2 separate regions of the Mus musculus genome follow, and region 2 is linked to region 1. A link is a contact called in public HiChIP or PLAC-seq data. All regions are on one chromosome and are shown on one strand. Each heading gives the region's core, a stretch centred on a gene start, on an enhancer-like site or on the middle of the called end of the contact. The rest is flanking DNA. Distances are from core to core; before and after follow the strand shown.

Region 1 (7,697 bases), core at 1,212-3,711:
TCAAGACCAGCCCAGGAACATAAAGCAGTGTAGACCAAACTCACTTCTAACGTCTACTTCTGGTCAAGTTCTTTCCATTCAACAAACCTAACAAACGTATTGTTTTGATATGATCCTTACTTCAGAGGTTTACAAGAGCCCCAAAATTAGATGTGAGTGCAGAGCTGAGTTCTAGAGCAAACAAGCCTCCGTGTTCTGTGTGCTTCTGGACTTGCCTTGTAAGCACTCACTCCTGCCATCCTTCATGTTCTTTATCCTTATTCAGCATTGGTTGACAACCTTGAGAAATCTGTCTTGAGCAAGAGAACCACAAGATGGTAGGATCCCATGCCCCTTCATCATTTGAAAGCAACCTGCCCTCTACCAGAATCAAAAAGGCTGAAGTGAGTAAATGCTACACACTGAGTCAATGCACTGAGACTGGGAGGCGGTTTTATAGAGCAACAAGCTCTACAACAGAAACACATGCCTTCCAACCATATTTTTTTTTCAATTACAATGTAAACTACTTAGAACCAAGAAAAAATGCTTGTTCAACTTCCTAACCATTACACATAAGATATAAACATCCAAGTTAAGTGCATACTGTTTATACATGCATTAAGTGGACAGGATACCACCAGTAGGGGCCAACATTCCGAGGCAGGACCATACGAAGCATTTGGAAGTAGGAAGTCTGACTACAGTTACATACCCATTACATTTGTGTGTGTGCATGCCTGCGTTACACCCTTAAAATGCTGTAGCGTATACTTAAACAACACATGCTCATAAATAAAATTATGAATGAATAATTGAAAAGAAATTCTGCCTTGTGCTTAGTGCAAAGCCTGAAGCTCAGATGACATGGTTGACTGCAGATACCTGTGGCATGGCTGAAAGCCTTGGGCTCCACTGAAACAAAATGAAAACATTGAGGTGCTATTTGCACCTCCCAGAGTTTCCTGAGGGAAACTCTTTCCTCTTAAGTTAATTAAGGATCAATAGCATCTATATCTTTTCCATTTCCCTGGCTTTTTTTTAATGCCACCTGATCTGACTGAGAGCGGATAGGCCAGAAAGGAATACTAGTAGAAACCATGTGCTTGGAGGCTTTCCAGACAGCATCAGAAAAGGAAGTGCAGTGGATTTCAGAAGAAAGCCTGTTTTCATGAGATTTCCTGCCTTCCGTATACCCAACATGTCCAAAAAGCTCCAATAACCTTCAGATGAACTCTAGGCTGCTTCACGTAGTCTGAGATCAAGCGGTGAGTGAAGCCTACCCTGTCAGCAATGCAGACAATCTTAGGGAATATAATTCTAAAGCGCACAGAGGCTGCCCAAAGGCTGGTTCTGTTTCTATGAGACCTTTAACTGGCTTTCCTGCCTGGTCCTTAGTGCATGGTCTTGAGCCAACCCCTTCCTTCCCAGCATCATACACTGTTTGTCCTGCCTCTCTCTCATCCACTGCTTACTGTTGACAAATTATCCAACGACATCTTCCTCAGAGGAACACTCATCATTTTCCAGATCCAAAATAAATAAATAAATAAATAAATAAAAAATTAACACTGAAAAATCCAACATTTGCCTTATCCCTTGTATGACTACTAGGTGCCATGGAACTGAATCTTTGCCATCTAGTTAAAAATCTAGAAGACAACAGGTTCTCCTACTTAGTCAGCCGTTTAGCTATTGAAAATGAACACTCTGGGGTTGGCTGTGTCTTTGAGTGTGACATGCCTTTTATCTGTGCTGTCACTGAATACAAGCTTGTCACTCAGATCGGGCTCCCCTTGTGACTGCGTCCTTCCTTGCATCATCTTTCTGTTTTGCTTTGTTTTTATTTTTTTCAACTCAGACCCACTGGCTAAGTTAAGAAAACTCTGTAGAAATTATAGAGTTAGTTCCCCATCTCACACACTTCCTCTCTTTTTGTTATGTAAAATATGTCATACTTTACATTCATTTTTATCCAAATGTAGACATAGTACGTGTATAATGCCTTGGAGTGGCTAAAGTTAACTAGCCCTGTACCACAGACCTCAGAAGAGGAACCTGCAGACACAAGACTTAAACTGCCTATTCTTAGGCAGAAACTCCGAGGAAGGTGCCCCATGGCTTCAGTTCAATATTTGATATTTTCAAGAGCAAGAAAATATTGAAAGTCCTCCAGAAAAAACAAAACAAAACAAAACAAACAAAACATGGAAGCAAGTGCATAAAATAACCTCACCCATTATAAAGATGATAAAATATTCATGAAGGAAATATAAGTGCAAAACATTCAAAGCATTCAAATTCAAGAAAAACAAGATCAGAGTAACAAGGGGTTGCCCATCACTTCCTGCGGGCTTCCTAATCCCTTTCCTCTTCCCTGAAAAGGCACGATGAAAATTATCAACACAATAAAGCTGGAGGCAGTTTGGGGGGCGGGGGGGAGGGGCTCATCTGTACACACTACTGTGAGCATCTCTGTTTGCACGGAGTATCACTCAGGAGACGCTAAGTGTGAGGAGCCTCCCCTCTGTTCTGGTCCAATTAGGAGAACCTGGTAGGGATATTAGCATAAGAAATCAAAGAAACGCCACTACTTAGGTATGGGAGCAAACCTACATTCCTTTTGGACATCTGGAATCCAATTTTCTTGTAGGAACTTGCAATAGAGACTGAGCTCTTAGAACCACCCACCTCAACCACTCCTATTACCTATCTCTAGGATTCCTGCCCTGACTTGGGCATCGGTGGGACATACTATGGAGGTAGATTACTTCCGATAAATCACAGGAGTGGAATAGAGATCTTCCTCCCCACCCCCAAGGCTGCAGGAGGAGCAAAAATCACTGAACCATACGGTATGGCTAACATTTCAGGGGTCGGTGCAGACCTTACCATGTATGTGCCACTGTGAAGCGGCGCTGTTTGGGGATGTTGCTACTCAGAAGCATCCTGCGCAGGAGCCTGGGGGAATTCCTGGGAGAAATCACCGGGGAGAGCTTGGGAGAAACGGATTTCCTCGCTGTCTTTGACTTTTCGTGCTGCAACAGGTTTTCCCGCAGGGATTTCACAAGATCCTCATTGAGCCATGGGTTTGGAACATGCGGATTATCCACTTCAGGGACTGTAAGGGTGTCCGGGCTTGTCGTCTGCTGAGCCATTTTCCTGGTCAACTTTGTACAGTTGGCCACAATCCAGGGCAACGTGGTTGCCTGGCCTGTTTCCAGTGAGTCCCTTGATCCGGAGTCTGAGGAATGTCCAGGGAAACAGGTCGGATCCAGCTGCTGTTAGTTCATTCCGCCCCTGCCTCAGTCTCTCGGTGCAGGCTGCTGGGTGTAGACCAGGCGAGCACACTCCCCCGCCGAAGCCTGTTCAACGTCACCCTCCTCCCCCAGCCCCAGCCAAAGATCACTTGACGAGCAGAGCTCGGGAGGCTCGGGAACATGGAGGGAAGCCACCGCGCTAGCTCGGCTTTTGTCAGCCTGCAGAGCAGCCTGTTAAACTATCGGAACTAATGCGGCGCAGCTGCTCCAGTGACTCCTGCTTATGTACATAAAAAGTCCTGGGGGGAGGGCTTAACCATCAGACGCCTGCTACTCCTCTGTTTGGCCTGCCTTTCCATTTGCTTATTCCTGAATGTAAAGGAAAGAAAAACTTGGAACTTGACCTTCCTCTCAGGCAGGCAGGGGCTATTTATCTCCCTATGGTCTACATTCATAAAAGAAAATTACTAGTGCTTTAGTTTTTTCTTTTTTTTTCTTTTCTTTTCTTTTCTTTTCTTTTCTTTTCTTTTCTTTTCTTTTCTTTCCTTTCCTTTCCTTTCCTTTCCTTTTCTTTCCTTCCTTCCTTCCTTCCTTCCTTCCTTCCTTCCTTCCTTCCTTCTTCCTTCCTTCCTTCCTTCCTTCCTTTTCTTTCTTAATTCTTTTTTTTCCCCCTTTAATAAGGGAAGAATAAATATCCAGTAGCTAGACAAGAAGGAATGGTTCCCTGCTTCTAAATTCAGTCTGATGTATCCTATGAGACAAATCATAAGCGAATACTCCCCCCTCCAGAGACAAACCAAAGGTTTCAAAACGTTACACAGGAAGGACGTGAACAGAGACTGTTGGCTTTTACAACCTTGTTAATTATGGTTCTTTCAAAGCACCAAGCAACACTATTCAGACCCACAAACTTGTTTGTAATCTCTTTGTAGTTAAACTTGCCTCCTCCTGCAAGGAACTGGTTATTTTCACAGAAATAGTTAAAAAAAAAAAAAAAAGAAAGAAGTAAGGTTTCAATTGTTACATTATGTTATGTTTAATTGATATTCAGCCACGAGAGGGTAAAATAAATCAAGCCTTTCATAATTTCTTTTAAAAGAATATTTCAATTTGTGGAAAATATAGCTTCAATAAACTTATTTAGAGAAGATTTAAAATAAAGAAAAGAAAGTATTTTCTTACCGGAAGGGAGTAAATTAAAATGAAGAAAATGTTAATACAAGGAAGCAAGCAATAAAACCTGATTAACTCTCTGTGTTGTGTGGCTCCTGGAATGGTGGGAAAGAGCAGGAGTCTGGCACAGGGCTATCTCTAGCACCCTGGTGACTTTTGGGGGATCTCAGATTATTTTACACTTGAAAAAACAATACCTCTTTGAGGAGCTACAAAATACCTCCAGCCCCCTCCCCCCAAATGGAGGGTTAAATAATTAGATACAATGTTTGGGAATGGGGGGCTGTGAGGCGGTATGAAACAGTTCTATAGTCTCTGTTAACTGTAAGTGTCCATACTTCTCCCCAGCCTTGTTGCCCCTTAAAAGTAAAGTCTTTGACTTTCAAATGTTATAGATACGGAAAAGATGCTCTGAAGTTCTGTTCAGCAAAACCTAAGATCAGCTACTCCACCAATCTCTCCTGTAACAATTCACCTCCACCCATCTTGCCTGTAACAATTCACTAGGACACACATTCCATGGTTTAATTTGAATACTTCATCCAAAGATTGAAATTTGAAGAATTAAGTTTTGTTTTGTTTTGTTTTACTTAATTCACCCCTAGAAACACTGCTATGGATATAAAAGGTTTTCACAATCTGCAACATTAAATGACAACATTTCTCAGTGAAATAAAAATCAAACATCTATGCATATTAATTCTACTTACATGTGCTGCAGGTGACTATAATAATTATTTTGAAAGTATACATACACACATGCATATATATGTATATATATGTGTGTGTGTGTGTATAACTATATACATATATAGTTATTTATATAAAGTAAGATGGGAAGCAAAAAAAATCTACATCTAGAGTTATATAAAATGGCTGTATAGCTGTACAGTGCTTGCCCTCAAGAAATTTACTTTAATTTAAATTAAAAAAAAAAACAATGCTTAGAAAATTACACCAGAATACTCAGAAAACCATCTCATCAGATACAGAAAAATATGCTGAAAACCATGTGCATGTGTGATGAAGAAAACCCTAAAGACACAAAAGTATGAGGTCCTAAAGTTATTATAAAATCCATTATGGTCCATAACCTACTAGCTGGCCCTAAACCTGTGCACACACTGTGTGCATATGAATGAAGGATAGCTTGACACTGCCCTTGCCCTCAGGGAGTTTAATTCTAAGGACAGATAGCAAGGGCAACACTTTTTACAGAAAAAGGACTAGACAAAATACTAGGGCTAGTTCTAAGTAGATAGTTTGAGCTGAGTGACCAAATGAAGACCTATTACCAGCAATCATGGGCTCTGTTGGCAAAATCACTACATTGAGGCACACCTAGATCCTGGTTCTTGCTTTCAGTGACCCCAAATAAGGCTGTTAAGAAAAGTAAATTATTTGAACTGTGGTCTTCTTCTAAATGGCCCTTCGTGGCCATGCATAAGGACAGGGCTCACTGTTGAGTATCACAATTTAGCTAAACTAGAAGAGAAATTGCCTATTGGAACCTCACCAAGCCTTGTGGTTAGACATGGACCAAGCCTGGGGAAGGTTGTTGGCCAATCTCCACTGCCCTGGAGCACCGTGGGTTGGGGGGTGGTTTGGTTCTTGGGTAGCTGCAGGACTGAGGGTATCTTCAAAGACCAATTGCTGTCCTTAGGTGCACCTGCGAGTCACCCCTACTCCTTCGAATTCTCCAAACGATGCATTATGTGCTACTTTCTAGAAATAAAAACTTAATTCTGTTTTGAGAATTCTCTGCTACTCTCTTGGATCTACTAGGAAAACCCCACTGCGTGGTGAAACCGCACTTAAAAATCACTGCCTTAGGAAAAGCAAATCGTTTACTGAGTAGCATTTGGACAAAATGGTGATGTTCTGCATAATAATGTTGGGGTCAGAGAGCGCTCTTCCAACAAGAGCACTCAGCAACCTACCTTTTACATGGAATCTCTTAAAAATTAGCTCTAGGGAACTTGTCTGAAAATACTATACTCACTATAAGAGCCAAACAAGGCCTTAGATTTCAGCAAGTGGAAATTTGAGCATAGGTGAAATCCTTAAATGACATCACTAGCACCCATGCTTGGAACAGCAGATAGCATTTATCTTTCCTAGTCACCTCTTGGTAAATCTTCAAAAAAAAACTATTCTATATATTTAGGATACTTTCCAAAGCACTCCAAAATATGTTGCTTCATTAATTATTCACAAACTGTCACACAAAGAAGACACGATTTATGAAGGTTCTGGGACTTATTAAACGTGCCTGTCTGTATTCAGGTGAGTGCTGGGTTTCCCACGGTTGAAAGGAAACAATGATGTGGCCCATTCAAAAGAATGGACAAATTAAAATGATTTATACTTGACTAAATAGCATTGTTTGCTTGTCCCCAGTTTGTTTTAATTAGGTAAATACGCATTGAAGTGAGACTGCATTCAAATGGCCCACGGGATGTGCTCAGTGGAAATAGCCAGAATGGGTGAGGCTATGCTGAATAATAGTTGAGAGGGTGTGGGCTCTGTTTGCAATAGAAAAGCCTGATTTGAACCCTAGCTTCTGTGTTTTCTCTATTAGTTTGGTGACTTAGTCCTTTATTTGGAAAATAGGGTAGCAACCACATCTACATAAAAACCTTTGCAGAAAAATACATCAAGGATCCGGGGGAGGAGAGATGGCCTGGCTGGTAAAGTGCTGGCCACACAAATGTGAGGACCTGTGCTCAGATGTACAGCACTCACATGAAAACAAAAAGTAAATAAATGTCAATTATGGCAGTGTGCACAGGCAATCCTAACGCTGCAGAGGGAGAGACAGAGGAGTCCCTTGTGCTCACTGGCCTGCTACTCTTGCTGAGCCAGAGTGCTCTAGGTTAAAGTTCAATGAGAGACCCTGATTCAAAAAAACAAAGTGGAGAAAGATATGGGAACACAACAAATATCAATCTCCAGCATCCATACAAGCACACACACACACACACACACACACACGCACACGCACACGCACACACATACATACACACATGAGCACACACACACATACAGGAACCCAGGCATATAACACACACAGACACACATACACACAGGCATATACCATGCACACATGTACAAACATGCATACATACATGAACACACACAGTAAGGAAGTACTTAGTACAGAATGAGCATCCTATGAGTAGTCCATATAACTAAAATTTGTATTTAGTAGATATCAGTTACATGCCTAGAATTTTGCATTTTATTTTACTTAATTCTTACAGGCATCCCAGAGGACCACTATTA
Region 2 (7,432 bases), core at 1,130-3,629, 87 kb before region 1:
GTCCTTCTCCCACATGATGGACGCCAGCGCTCTGTTCCTATGAGCAGACACAGGCTTCTGCATAGGCTGTAAACACATTAGGATGCAGGACCCTAGGTGCTATGGAAATGAATAATGTATCTGTATGGCTCAGACAAAAGCTGAGGAAAATGCCGAAATGAACAGTGAAAACAGAGAAGTCCCTTGAATTGGGCAATGAGGGCGAACACTACCTTCCCGGGCAACTCTGTGTCCTGCTCAAATTTTGATTTGCCAACTGAAGCCTGCTTAGCAGAATGCAGAGACTGTCAGGCTTAGCTTGGGGCTTCTCAGCATCTCTACCGAAGAATTTCATTGTCCTTCCAAAGACTTTGCTTCCTTGAGGAATGACACCCCTTCTGCATCCTCCTTGACTGTCGACTTAGAAATTTTTACAAATACAGAAATAACATTAAAATGACAATTTCATGTCTTTAGCCACTTTGCACGTTCAGGTGCCCTTTGAATGTTTCTAACAACAGAACCATGGCTCCATTGGCTTTCGACATGAGGGAAAATCTAATTCTGGCCAACAAAACGTCCAGAGATTGTTACACAGGATTGATTCGAGGGGTGTGGCTGTTCCATGGAGGAACTGAGCAGCATCTCTCTGCTCTGCATCCCTGACATGCCAGGACCCCTCTGGCCACCTCCCACGTACCCGTGAGAAGGCTACTCTACCTATAAGATACTTTGTTGGCATCACAGTTGCACAGAACAGAGGTTACTCTTGAGCAATCTTTTAAGGATCCACCAACAGAGCTTCTTTTACACCCCATTTTCTGGAATTGTGCCCCTGCCTGTCACCAAGACCTACTTCGAAGGAACAGAAATTACAAAGGGATGGGTCTGAGATTCAATACCAGGATAAAAATCCATGAACAAATAGTGATCTGTTTATAAAAAGATAAAGAGAGATAAGGGGATATGTTCTATGGGGGTGTGAAAAGGTATGATGGAAAGTGATATCTTAGCAGGCCCATGCCAGGGCATCCCTTCCCCCAGAGGGACAGAATATAGAGTTTATTCAGGACATGGGGAGGGGAGTTAAGAGGGTAGTAGAGGCAGAGAAAGACAGAGAGGGAGAGAGTAGAGATGTAGAGGCCAGCCATGGCCATGTGGCGAGAGGAGGGAAGGGAATGGAGAGAAAGGGGAAGCAAGAGGGAGAGGCAAGAGAACAAGAGAGCAATAGAGAGGAGGGGGCAAGCAACCCCTTTTATAGTGGGTCAGGCCTACCTGGCTATTGCCATGTAACTGTGGGGAGGAGCATACCTGGCTGTTTCCAGGTAACTGTGGGGAGGAGCATGCCTGGCTGTTTCCAGGTAACTGTGGGGAGGAGCATGCCTGGCTGTTGCCAGGTAACTGTGAGGGTGGAGTTTAGACAGAATGCTAACAAATAGCCACTCTTTCCCCTGAAGCGCTCTTGTCTTTATAAAACAAGTGAGTGATGGTACAAGAGGAGTAAACTTTGATATCATGGAGAAAATATGTGAATTGAATTCAAAATCAGTTTCTGGGTCTTTAGTAAAATGTCAGGGCTAAGAGAATGGGGGAATCATTATCAACCTACCTACCTCTTCTCTCACAGAATTCAAAATATCTAAAAAACCAAAACCTAAAAACAAAGCAAAAACAGAGTGTCCCATTTCTGTTTACCAGGTGGATGCTAGAGACTGGGTGGTTTATGCATGTTCTCTGCTCTTGGATGAAGCTCTGCAGGGGTCCTGAGACCATCACTCTGTTTTAGCCCCTCCCTCACGCCGCTACCCGAGTCCAGGCCCTCTTCACTGACCTGGCATCTCCCTGCATGTCCTTCTGAAATAAGTTCCCCGCCATCCCCTCATCTGTTCCCGAAACATCCACCTGACATGGCAATGGCTTCCAAAAGCACGGTGGAAGTTTTCTGATTTCACTAAGACTTGGCTACTTGCAAGCCCTACCCACACCCAACCAAACCACAGACAGCTTCTTGTTACACACCCTCCAGTTTAGCATTTTCTTCTGATTTTTTTTTCCTACCTCTTTCCTTGGCTCTGACTTCCCTGTCACTCAAACCTGTATCTTGACGTGACCTCTGATGACACCTCACTCCTTCCTCAGCTTCCTGCTTTTGTACCAGGGTGACATGTCCTCCCAAATGTCTCCAATACCCTGCCCTGGCTTCTTACACATCCGTTTTCACCAGACGTGGGCAGGCATTAACCCCTACTCCCATGTAATCCGGAAGCATTAATGTTTTTTGACCAACTGCGTCCCCAGTGCTCCCATGAAACCGTTCCAGATGGATCTTTCTACAGTATTCCATTGCCATCTGCCTGCTAATTCTCTTCAGCCTGAATGTGAGCTCACTGGCCACGGACATTTTCCTGAAACCATGCCATACCTCCCGCGGTTGTGCCTTTGTGCCTTTGCGACAGTTCTTTCCTCTGTCTGAAATCTCGCTGTGCTAATTCGTGGAAATCCTACCCAGCCACAAACTTCAGATAATAGGGAAGCTATATACAAGGACTGGAGTTACTTAATTCTCCTTTGTATTTATTAGCTGATACTAAGGAAAATCTTGAGCTCTATGAAATCTTGGCACTTCCCTCTGAAAGTAAAGGATACTATTTTTCTGTGTTAATCTAGGATAATTGAAATGAACAGATATTTTAAATCATATGGCTATATACAAGCCAGTACAATTCTAACATGCTCTGTGCGATGGAGAAGCTATGAGGATCTCCTGAAGTTTCACCATGCACTCACAGGACATCTTGCTGAGATCCCAGTCCTTGTGATGTTTTCATGGGTAATGCTATAATGTAGTTCCCACACTACAAATAGGCTTGCCCGAAGGTCCTATCTCCTTAGGAATAAACATCTACATTTGGAAGACTACAGAATTACAAACTGTATGACATATTTTATTCAAGAACAAGAACAAAGAGAGATCATGATATAATCATATGATGGTATGGTCAACCCATTTTATTCAAATGAAGTTATTTTAAAACATTCTATATATGTGCATAAGTTGAAATCAGTATTTACATTAGTACTGACTGATAAGTCATTAGACCAACTTCTGAAAGGCAGTGTAAGTGCCAACTATTATTTTTAATCTATTTTTTAGAAATGAAAGACAGAACTCTAAGCTGTTTATTATTCTTTTTACTTTTGGCTTGAATTTATGATTATAGAATTCTATTATTTTTTGGGAGGAATCTAATAAAGATTGGAGAAAAACCGCTCTATCAAGTATTAATATCAATATGTTATATGATTTAGTGAGTGTAATGATGAAGATTGTTCCTTTAATTATCATTCTAATAAAATGTTTTATTTCATATACTCAGCATATATCCATTTTCAGCATTGTAAATTCATATGAAGAAGCATAAGAAACGAGCATGCAGCCGTGGTCCAGGCAATAAGATCAGCATCTCCCCCCAACCCCCAGTTCAACCATCTATTTCAATTACCAGTTAAAGGAGCAATGTGGAGGTGCAGATTAGATTCTCATCTGGTTTTAGCTAAATGTAGCCTGACTTCTCCAAAGCCAAAGATCACAGAAAAAGCCCTCAAAGACTCAAATTATAACCCAGGCAGGCAGGTCGCGAAAGAAGACTAACACTTTTCTTTAAGAAAAAAGAACTCCTAAGATTTATTTTATTTTTCATTTGTGTGTGCACGTGTCTGTGTATCTGTGTGTGCGCTCAACTGTGAGTGTATGTATACATATGTACATTAACATGGCACAAGCATGCACATGTGTGGGTTTCCACAAAGACCAGAAAGGGGTGTCAGATCCTTTGAGCTAGTTATAGACATTTGTAAGCTACCTGCTATGGGTGCTCGGATCTGAACTCTCGTCCTCTGATAGGGCAATGGACACTCTTAGTCACTGACCTTTCCCTTCAGCCTAGAAAAAAGAACTTTTGTTTTAAGTAGTCAGATTTTCGATTGTCTGGAAGTGAGCAGGTGATAGAAATACAAAGTCAGATATAAAGGTTAACAACAACTATTATATTTAAAAATGAGTCCACATTTTAAAGATGCTGATTAATTTTTTAAATAATTTCTTTAATTTTCTATAAACGGAAAAAACTAGCATACCATTAATGGTGTAAAGAAACTTCATCACGCACTGAGCAAATGTGGGGATCCCTTCTTCGGAGACCTTTCTAAATGAGGGGCGGGGCCAATGGTGATTGACATACAGGAAGGAGGATCTGAATTTGAATCTCCAGTCTTCACATAAAAACTGGACACCTAGCATGAGAGGGTCTGTAATCCCAGTGTTCCTACAGAGAGATGAGAAGCAGAGACAAAGGAACCTCCAGAAGCTTGTAGGCTATTACTTTCCCTGTTTGACGCTCTCAGACAAGACAGAAGGTAAGGACCAATGCCCGAGGCCATCCTTTGTCCTTTCCGTGAAAGCCATGGCACACACACACATGTTTCACATACATAAGTGTTCATGCACATATATGCACATGCAGGAAAAAAGTCAACATTCTAAATGATTAAAACCTCCAGTTCTAAAATAATTTAAGTATATTATTCCTGAACTTGACATCTTACAAAGGCCTGCGTTCTCAGTGTCTATACAGCATGGTCTTGGAGATATTTGATGTATCTGTGGACTGTCCCTAAATTCTGGTAAAACTCTAAGCTAACAGGCAAGGCTGGAAGCACAGTTGAGACAGGCTCTCATTTCTCCCTGAAACTGCGTGCCCTGCCAGCCCAGTAAAGTTTGCCAAGACCACACAAACAGAAAATAAGTGGTAAATTAGATTAGTATTTCATTTTACAACTGGAAGTCATTCTGAACTCCTTCCTTGAATTGGAGAATGAAGACGTGCCCAAACCAGAAAGCATTAGGGCTCAGAGATAATTATTATGGAAGGCTTAAAAACATTTACCAAATGACTCCCCAGGGACGCTCTAAGAAGAAATGAAAGAAAAAAGTTTGCACCACCCACAACACATAGATTCAGTAGAGTCATGAACCAAGTAAGAAAAATCCAGTCTATGAATCGGATAATAACCTGATATTATTCCTTTCAAATTTCTCAACTGTTGGTTCTACTACATGATTGAGTGAGTTCATATATTATTAAAATGCCAACACAAAATTCAATTCACCATCCTGAGACATATTGTCACCTATGATTCTTTTTTGTATAATCTTTTAATTTTTATTAATTCTGAGTTTTTGCTCCCAAAACCTAGAAGGGAACTGCTTACTGAAAAGTTATTTTTAAAAAGTCCAAAGGACATCACATATTATTTTTTTGTGTGTGGAGATACCACAATTCATATAAAGTGAAAGATTACATATCATATTCAAAATCCCTTCCAATTCTATGTTCTAAAAATTTTTTCAGATTCAAGAAGAGAAAAGGAAGCAAGTTTAACATTCTAAATGTGCGATGCACTGGACTTCCAAACTATGACGACGGAACCAACACACTTATTGGCAAGTAGCTTTAATCACATCATAAAATAGATCATAAATGTATTGTTTTACAGGCGCTCTAATGTCTCAACAAATTGAAATAGTTCCATCCATCCTTTTCCACCTACAAAGCAAAGGCACTTAGATCCCAAGAACTGACAATGGATAGCATTCACTGTAAAGAAGTTTACTCATTTCACAGGCATGAAAGTTTGAAGCTGAAATAAATACTCTTTATAGATCCCTGATTTTAGGGTAGATATCACTATTTTTATAGGGACATGCCACTGAGACAATGTGCGCCCCAAATATTTGCTTAACCTAGATGTCCAGGCAGAATAAAGTTTATTTTTTGCCATTTTATCTCTCATAAGGTATCTGTGCTAATTCTGCCATCTCACCCCCATTTTAATTTTCTTAGGACACAACTGGCTGACTAGGACTCTGCTCTCTACACTCCTATGGGATGCTTACTTCTTTTTGAGCACATTTGAAGAGTGAAAGCGAATTACTGCCTATCTTAGTCAGGGTTTCTATTCCTGGACAAAACATCATGACCAAGAAGCAAGTTGGGGAGGAAAGGGTTTATTCAGCTTACACTTCTACATTGCTGTTCATCACTGAAGGAAGTCAGGACTGGAACTCAAGCAGGTCAGGAAGCAGGAGCTGATGCAGAGACCATGGAGGGATGTTTCTTGCTGGCTTGCTTCCCTGGCTTGCACTGCTTGCTCTCTTATAGAACCCAGGACTACAGGCCCAGCGATGGTCCCACCCACAAGGGGATCTCCCCCTTTGATCACTAATTGAGAAAATGCCTTACAGCTGGATCTCATGGAGGCATTTCCTCACCTGAATCTCCTTTCTCTGTGATAACTCCAGCTGTGTCAAGTTGACACAAAAACAGCCAGTACACTGCCAGAGTAAATATATCTCAGATACAAACAGAAGTGCCATCCTTTAAAACCGTGAAATTCTGCTAATTATTACCCTGATAGTTTAAATAAATCAGAAGCCCATGGGAAGGACAATTGTCTCCTAGCTGCTATCGGAGCTAGTCAGAACCGTGCAGCTTACTCTAGGGGAGGCATGGTGCCATCTAGTGACCAAAGAGTAAATCACACGTGGGCTATCCCTCCCCTCCCCCAGTCAGGCTCTGGGTTACACCCAGAACTTGGATCACAGAGATTTGAAAGAGAAACACAATACAATTTCCCCAGTTAGAAATACTACTCAAGCCATTTGCTTTGTAAATCATTCTGTGTAGCTGCTAAGGAAACTATATGGGTTATAATAAGAACATGACCGTCTGACTCTCAGCTTTAAACTACCTCTGAGTTAATCATACAGTCTCCAAAGAAATGCCCGTATACAATAATCCCAATGAACTGTGTTCTTTTGTTCATTGAGCGTTAATGTGGCTTTTGAAACACAGTTCCAAGCATTGTTCTGTAAAGCATGTTAATTTGAAATGTCTTGTTTTATTGACTCCATACCTTGCTAGAACGGCACCTAAATTCCTGAACACCTAACATATACAGAAGAATCATTTAATGAATCAAATGCATAACACTTAAAAAAATAAAATATTTCTCAAAACAGAACCAAATGTGTTTCTCACTGTCAGGATAAATGTACTTGATTTTATTGTTGTTTTGATTATAGAATTAAATCTCTACAAGAACCAGTATTATTTCTGATGCATCATTTCATTCCCCATATCCCTGCCCAGACATCTTTCCCTTCAGCAGAGAAACGCCTACCATAGCAAGGACACCGCACCTTCCTAAAGAATCAACACACTCGACTTTATGGTTTTCTAGGTTCTGTTTGTATGCAATCTCTGTAAGAGGCATGACCCTTTGTTTGGCATTCAAATCACTGCTTCCAAAACTCCTTAGAACTCAGAGCATCCTTTCTTCAAGGTCCTCTCTGCAGCCCCCATCCTGATGCTTCCCAACAGCTTCCCCCCCC

What was found. HiChIP or PLAC-seq counts read pairs in DNA pulled down with a chosen protein or histone mark.
Region 2: an H3K27ac HiChIP or PLAC-seq map of acute myeloid leukemia shows a contact between it and region 1, with 2.1 times the contacts expected there. The contact joins two enhancer-like sites. A contact is called at or near these places in 1 of 15 datasets of contacts at CTCF or cohesin (the NIH/3T3 cell line), 8 of 484 Hi-C or Micro-C datasets (3T3-L1-derived adipocytes, the N1E-115 cell line, embryonic stem cells and 4 more), 12 of 115 datasets of contacts at active chromatin or transcription factors (the NIH/3T3 cell line, acute myeloid leukemia, bone marrow-derived dendritic cells and 7 more) and 1 of 9 other capture datasets (adipose tissue).

Annotation. Positions count from the first base shown.
Region 1 is chr13:109,256,120-109,263,816 of GRCm38.p6, reverse strand. The region is part of intron 3 of Pde4d (phosphodiesterase 4D, cAMP specific); the gene reads right to left. Among named protein-coding and RNA genes, the nearest start is that of Mir582, 65 kb to the left of the region's middle. Within about 2 kb of position 2,461, at least 288 of the 459 cell types and tissues checked have an H3K27ac peak or open chromatin away from gene starts, as enhancers often do. A contact at or near this core is called in acute myeloid leukemia, where this site is marked.
Region 2 is chr13:109,342,923-109,350,354 of GRCm38.p6, reverse strand. The region is part of intron 3 of Pde4d (phosphodiesterase 4D, cAMP specific); the gene reads right to left. Among named protein-coding and RNA genes, the nearest start is that of Mir582, 22 kb to the right of the region's middle. Within about 2 kb of position 2,379, at least 11 of the 459 cell types and tissues checked have an H3K27ac peak or open chromatin away from gene starts, as enhancers often do. A contact at or near this core is called in acute myeloid leukemia, where this site is marked.